Linked DNA regions of Mus musculus: region 1 is linked to region 2. Evidence: chromatin contacts called from public HiChIP or PLAC-seq data. All regions are on one chromosome and are shown on one strand. The core of a region is the stretch at or near the end of the contact, and the rest is flanking DNA. Distances in the headings are between cores, read along the strand shown. Region 1 has its middle 30 kb from the start of 4930568G15Rik. Region 2 overlaps Nme7 (NME/NM23 family member 7).

Region 1 (3,343 bases), core at 831-3,330, 710 kb before region 2:
CAGGCTTCTCAGTTCCTACAGAAGCAAACTGAAGCCTCCTGTGAATAGGAATAAGTAAGACTTTAAGTCGCTTGTGGATGGTGGGATGGCTCAGTGGGTAAATGCAAGTCTGAAGAGCTCAATTCCCAGAGCCCTCCCAAAAATGGGAGGAAGGAACTGACTTCACAGATTAGCCCTCTGATTCTCATACTCACTGTGGTACATCACACACACACACACACACACACACACACACACAATCACACAAACAAATTATACACATACCACATATAGCATACCACACACACACATCACCCCTACACATATCACACTCATCACACACATTACACACACATCACACAGACACACATCACCCCCCCACATATCATACACACGTCACAAATAACACATTATATACACGTACATACACACACACCAATAAATAAAAAGGCTAAAAAAAGCCCCCCCCCACTTCTAAGTTGGCTTTTTCCACTTTAATCAGTCAAATGTGTTTTTTTCTGTCTTGTGTCTGTGCCCTGCCTGTCGAGGCCAGCTGCCAAGACTGTGGCAGCAGAGCGCTCTAGACTTCTGATAGTCAGTACAGCCGCTCTCACGAAGCCTTCCTTAGCTAAATAAAATTAGGTAAGTTTGTTTTATCTTGAGTTTTTCTTCTAATTGCTTCAGAGTTATTCCTATCCAGGGCTGGGGACATAGCTCAGTTGGTAGGGTGCTTGCCTAGCGCACCCTGGCTTCTCTCTCCAGCCATTACAGAAACCCTTCAGTAGGGGCACATGTTTGTGGAGGGAGGAGGATCAGAAGTTCAAGGTTACCTTTGGCTACCTAGTGAGTTCAAAGTTAGCTTGGGTTACCCTGTCTCAAGCAAAGCCAAAGCAATTATTGCACGATAACCTTCTACATGGTGAGCACATGTCTTCAGTTTCCCACGAGTCTTCATTCTTCTTTGCTGGGTGTCGTAGTTAGCTCTGCCATTTCGACAACCTATAATCAACTGGGAAGAGTATGTCAACGGGAGGTTATTTACCATGGCTTGGCCAGTGGTGTATCTGTGAGGGACCTGTCTTATGTAACTTAATTGATGTGGAACTCTCAGCTCACTGTGGGCGGCACCATGTCTTAGGCAGGAGCCCTAAACTGTTTCCGAGTGGAGCTCTTGGGGCTGGGAAGATTGCCCAGTGGTTAACAACAAAGGAGTGGAGTTTAGATCCCAGCATCCATACCAGGTTGGCTCACACCTGCCTGCAACTCCAGCTACCCGGGGTACAGTGGCCTCCGGGAGCCTTTGTTCTCCAGGGAACATACTCTCCTGCCAAATACACATACCCAAGCCAACCTTGACCGAAGAGTGGCTAAATCATGCTGCGCCTAGCGAGGGATCATGCACACATTTCTTTTTCTCAGTTGTTGGTTGTGACTGTGATGTGACTGGGAGTTTGAACAGAAAGAAACCCTTTCCCAGCTGAACTGCTCTCTGTCAGTCTGCTTTTGTCACAGCACCAGAAATGAAGCCAGGGCATTCAGCGTCCTCAGAGTCTCTCCTGTGACACAATTTCCAGGGTTCCAGTCAACGTGGGTCCTCCCTTTTCTCTGTGCTGGTCCAGGGCTGAGTGTTGCTTGCAGACATGTTTCTTCTGTGGTTGTACTCAGTAGAACATCTACCACCATCTACAAATCTGTGAAGTCAGTTCCTTCCTCCCATTTTTAGGAGGGTTCTGGGAATTGAACTCAGATCATCAGACTTGCATTTACCCACTGAGCCATCCCACCATCCACATCTATCTCCTCCAGACACTAAGCTTTGATATTTTTGGGTGCCATTTAAGTGGACACCTCACATCCCCTCTCTGTGTGTGGTCAACCTAAACAAGACTTTCTCCAGGACTTGACTCTTAGATTCCCTGGGATAAATCTGTGGAAAAAATTTTTGAATGAAATTCTACCACATGGTACTTTATTAAACTGTAACAGCATATACCACAGCGAATATGAGAAGCCCAACTCAGTATCTTCTTACACATTAACAGAAGCACAGGCCACAGGGAAGTTCCAAGAGCAGTCCGGGCCAAAAATTACTTTCTCAAAAAAGGGAATCGGTTTATTCATTAACTCCCGGTTCGTGGTAAACCAAATTGATCCAACGTCCTGCCCCCTATCCTTCTGAGGAATGGAAGTTCATAGCTTGGTTATTAAAAGTCTGGGGGAGGTCTTGTGCGAATGTCCCTAAGCTGGGGCTCTGTGTCACAGAGGACAGCCAGTAATCCTCGGACTAATTTTCAGCGAAATCATCATCATCGTCATCGTCATCGTCATCACCATCACCAATTTCTTATTCGTGTTTGCTTTTAGGTGGTTGAGGGGGTTCTCTCCAGGCCCTCGACGGGGAAAAGTCGGGCACGGAGTCTTCGCGGTGTGCATGTCAGGGCTCGAGTGGAGACCTCTTTCTCTCCCTCTACAGCTTAGGTTTTGGAGCCGTTTGCTTTCCGCGGGAGACTGTAGGGCCTGAGAAAAAGCACACTATCTGTTCCGTGCCTCTTCCTCCCCGACGTAGTGGTCAGGGAGGGCGCCCTGTGAGGAAGCGGGTACTAGGTTTACGTGATCTAGGTAGGATCCTCTAAGATCTGCTGAACCTGGCCTGCCCTGGTGATGGGTAGCTGGGAAGGCATTAGACCCAGCTGTAAATGTGTAATTCTCACCCTTGAACCAGAGCCAACCATGTTCCTCAGAACTCTGCACAAAATCATCTATGCCCACCGCATTGCCCGCTAAGCTACCGCAGTTGCAGCCTCTAAACCGATACACACTCGCCGCCACGAGGGGGCAGCAAAAGCCCGGCTCGCCAACATCCCGCATTGCGTAAAGGCCTCCTGCTGCAGAACTTAAAAAAAAAAAAAAAAAAAAAAAAAAAAAAAAAGATAGAAAGAAAAGTGATGCAGCATAATTTTCCTTTTTAGAGAAATCACCATCCATATAAGGCTCGCAGCTTTAAGGTTGTGGAGTTAACTGGTACAGCCTGGATGAGAACTGTGTTCTGGTTTAGGTTAGGTTAAAAACAAAACAAACAAACAAACAAACAAAAAAAAAACCAAAAAACCAATAAACAGATCCCCAAAGCAAACCACCACTTCTGTATGAAGCATCTTTGGGGAGACTGTTAATTCAGTAATGGACCAGGTGCTTTACTGCTGACAATTCAGTATAGGAAAGACATGCCAGAAGCCCAGGGTGTGGCTTTCAGAGCCCCTCTCTGCCTTCTTGGCAGGGAAGAACATGAAGACTCGGCTTTGGAATTTGGAATTTGGGAGTTCTTGCCGAGACTAAGTGAATCCCAGGCAGGTGTCAGGACGAG
Region 2 (3,399 bases), core at 690-3,189:
GCCTATTACATAGCCTTGCACAATTCTTATGGTGAAATGTCATTATTTCTATTCTTCTCGTGGAGAAAGTTAGTCTGAGTTAGTTTGTCATGAAGTTGGAAGGGGGAGAATGTGGGATTTTAAACTCAGAGCATCCTCTTCGGATCCTGTGCCTGGGATCCTTATGCCCTCTGGCCTCCCTCCTACTTTAGACCTCAATGAAGGCCACAGTGCATAAGAAGATTCGCGTTCTAACTTTTACTTTACCAATTCAAGACTTTCAACTTTTGCCTTTGAACTCGAGTTCAGACCTCACAACTATGAAAAGCTCAGCTAAGCACTCCCGTGCACGCACAGACTTCGGACTTGCTCAGAAAGGCTCACTGTGCACTCTTCCCGGCATAGCCACAGTAAGATAAGGAGTTTCATTTTCCTAGGAATTCAGTTTTCAGGCTTCAAGTTGTAGTGAGCCAATGTTTGATTACAGAGTGCACACAACACTCATACCAGTAAAAGAATAAAGTATATTTATGGTTAGAACTAAAGAAAGAAAAAAAATGGAGTGTGGAGTGATGGAAAAATCCAGGGCTTCTGATTAGAGACTCTTCAGCATGTCCAGCCACGTGACCTTAGGCTAGCTACTTCCTTCACCGGGCCGCACTCTCCTCACAGACAAAAACAACAAGGATAGACTCAGGTTTGATTTGCTCCAAAGTAAGATCCAGAAATGTTTGGGGTTCAGGGAGGGAGTCTCAAATGTTGTCACCTCGTGGCATACCTTGTTCACTCCTCAGGGAACTTCCCTGCTCTAGGGCTTGGTGTTTAGCCAGGGTCCTCAATAAAATAGTCAGTGAATGGGGTAGTGATTTTTGTTTTTGCAAAGGAAATCTTCCTGGTGATTTTAATTTGTTGAATTAGCACAGTTCAATGCACCACATTTCCTGAGATTCGAAACAGGGCCATGGTAATGTTCTACTTCATCTTACCTATGGAAAACTATGGCATTGGCCCCTTAGGACTTTTCACTGCAAATATTCTTAATAGTTTTTGGATTGCGGGTCAGGCTGAGTTCTAATAAAAGCTATGAATCATTTTCATAAGACGGTGAATATGTGCACCACTTTCAAAAGAGTGTAGAGGAGTTAGCTCTGAGTCTAAATGTATGAATAAATCTAAAACTCCCAAACGTGAGAGGAAACAAGCTCATAGCTCGAGCCTTAGCCACCTCCCCTGTTGCCTGCCCTTCCTCTAGTATTTTAGAGTCTGATCCATGGAATCCATGGCTTTCTTTAGCATGCACATCATTTCCTCTGCTAGAATAATGGGATCCTTTTGTTTTTGTTTTTTCTTAAATCCAGTCTATAATACTCAGAGCAAACCTTTATCCTCCAAGAATATCACCTGACTTTCATGTTAGGAAAAGGCTAAATTTTTTTAAGATGCCATGACACTTGCGAAGGATCTCAGCATTTACTGTGTGAGGGGAAAATGACCCATTTCAATGACAATCTTTCCTACAGACCATTAAAGTCACTGGGAGTGGAAACTGCCTTACTCAGCCCTAGACAGGGTGGCCGTAGTAAACATATAAAACGGCGAAAAGGGGCAAAGTATATAATGTAGAAGATCTAAGGGGACATATGGCTAACACCCTTCAGCTAAGAAAACAGATCTATCAGCCAGTGAATATGTCTGCAAAGGCTATTCAAAACAGCCGTGTCACCAGGTCACTGAGCTCCTGGGAAAATGGCAACCAAGTACTGAATGCCGAGCTAGCAATGCTGGTGTTGCTATTGCTACAGAAAAGTTATCACACAGGCAACGGAGCAAAAGATTCTTTATTAAAACAACTTGAAGGCAAGCTCAGAAATCTACCAGCACAAGGGCATCAAGGAGAGCCCCACCATGCTCCCTGTGTGTGGCATTTCGTAACCCTTTGCTGTGTGACTTGTAAGCAGCAGATCTTAGCTCTCAGGTACTGATTATACAGTAACCATGGAGTTAATGTGCAACAGGTGAAGGGGAGGACTTTGCTCAGAGTTTTGGACAACTGATATTCTAAGCAAAGAAATGATTTTGTGGCTTTAAACCTGCAGGAGTGATTCATTTACTCAGTGGATTAGGCAATTTGCAGTTGTATAGAAGATGCTAATAGGGCAGATGTTTTATCACCTGCACACCACTATTATATAACAGTCTGAGCACGTGTAATGGGTTTTCACTGTGTACTTGATGCAATTTGATGAGAGGGTTAGTCCATACATTTGTTCTCACCACATTTGTTCTCACGCACTCTTCTTTCCTGCGCTAGATTCTTTTATTGTTGGAGGTAGCGACTGTAGCCCAGGAAATGGTACAGTAGAGGCAGTGAAAGAAATATCAAAAACTTCATTGAAAGAATGCTCTTAACAGTTTTTTATTTTTTTTTTTTAAACTTCACGTGCATTGGTGTTTTGCCTGAATGCATGTCTCTGTGAGGGAGTTGGATTCTCTAGAACTGGAGTTTCAGACAGCTGTGAGCTGCAATGTGGGTTCTGGAATTGAATCAGGTCCTCTGGAAGAGTAACCAGTACCCTCAATGACAGGGTCATTTCTCCAGTCCTTAGGAGTACCCACTGAGAGTCCATATGCAGCTTTCTTCCAGGGCACTATAGTGATGGGAAGTTCCATGGATAGAGTAAACTGTGTCCAATATATAAAATGACCGCCCAAAAGAAGACTGAAGAGCCATTGAACCAGAATGTCTACCTCAAGTTAAAATGAATTGAAAAACAAAACTATAGAATGCTATAGATATCTACCTATATATCTCTGAATTTTTAAAACTTCAAGAAAGAATAATGGTATCTAACACACAGTGCACACTGAGCTAAGTAAGACAAAGCTGAAATGTGAGTGCAGGAGCCCCGGGGAGAGCTGAAGAGCATGCAGACAGAATGTTTAATATTATTGCAGGCTGTGAACTTTACATTACTCTCCCTCAAATGCTTTACAAATTTGTATTTTTCAAGAATCAGTCATAATGCCAGGCGGTGGTGGCACATGCCTAAATCCTGTCTCAAAAAAACCAAAACCAACCAAACAAACAAACAAAAAGAATCAGTCATAATGTCTAAGGCAGGCTTTCTGATATTTTTTTTTTCTTTTTTTGGTTTTTTCAAGACAGGGTTTCTCTGTGTAGCCCTGGCTATCCTGGAACTCACTCTGTAGACCAGGCTGGCCTCAAACTCAGAAATCTGACTGCCTCTGCCTCCCGAGTGCTGGGATTAAAGATGTGTGCCACCACCGCCCAGCTGCTTTCTGATATTTTATTTTATCTACACTATAAAATGAAAGCTTTGATGCATCCATGATTTGGGGCCACAGAGGCATTCTTCATGAATTAAGGAAAAATGAGCGTGCTTATCTCTAACTGTACAT

Evidence for each region. HiChIP or PLAC-seq counts read pairs in DNA pulled down with a chosen protein or histone mark.
Region 1: an H3K27ac HiChIP or PLAC-seq map of hepatocytes shows a contact between it and region 2, with 6 times the contacts expected there. The contact joins two enhancer-like sites. A contact is called at or near these places in 3 of 15 datasets of contacts at CTCF or cohesin (the NIH/3T3 cell line, large pre-B cells and pro-B cells), 3 of 484 Hi-C or Micro-C datasets (bone marrow-derived macrophages, cortical neurons and liver) and 6 of 115 datasets of contacts at active chromatin or transcription factors (embryonic basal ganglia, embryonic fibroblasts, embryonic hindbrain and 3 more).

Annotation. Positions count from the first base shown.
Region 1 is chr1:165,120,013-165,123,355 of GRCm38.p6, reverse strand. No RefSeq gene overlaps it. Among named protein-coding and RNA genes, the nearest start is that of 4930568G15Rik, 30 kb to the right of the region's middle. Within about 2 kb of position 2,080, at least 22 of the 459 cell types and tissues checked have an H3K27ac peak or open chromatin away from gene starts, as enhancers often do. A contact at or near this core is called in hepatocytes and liver, where this site is marked.
Region 2 is chr1:164,414,116-164,417,514 of GRCm38.p6, reverse strand. All of the region lies in intron 13 of Nme7 (NME/NM23 family member 7), which reads right to left. Gm39690 (a long non-coding RNA gene) reads left to right here. Exons shown (of 2, transcript XR_865691.2): 2 at 1-23. Among named protein-coding and RNA genes, the nearest start is that of Gm39690, 2.8 kb to the left of the region's middle. Within about 2 kb of position 1,939, at least 22 of the 459 cell types and tissues checked have an H3K27ac peak or open chromatin away from gene starts, as enhancers often do. A contact at or near this core is called in hepatocytes and liver, where this site is marked.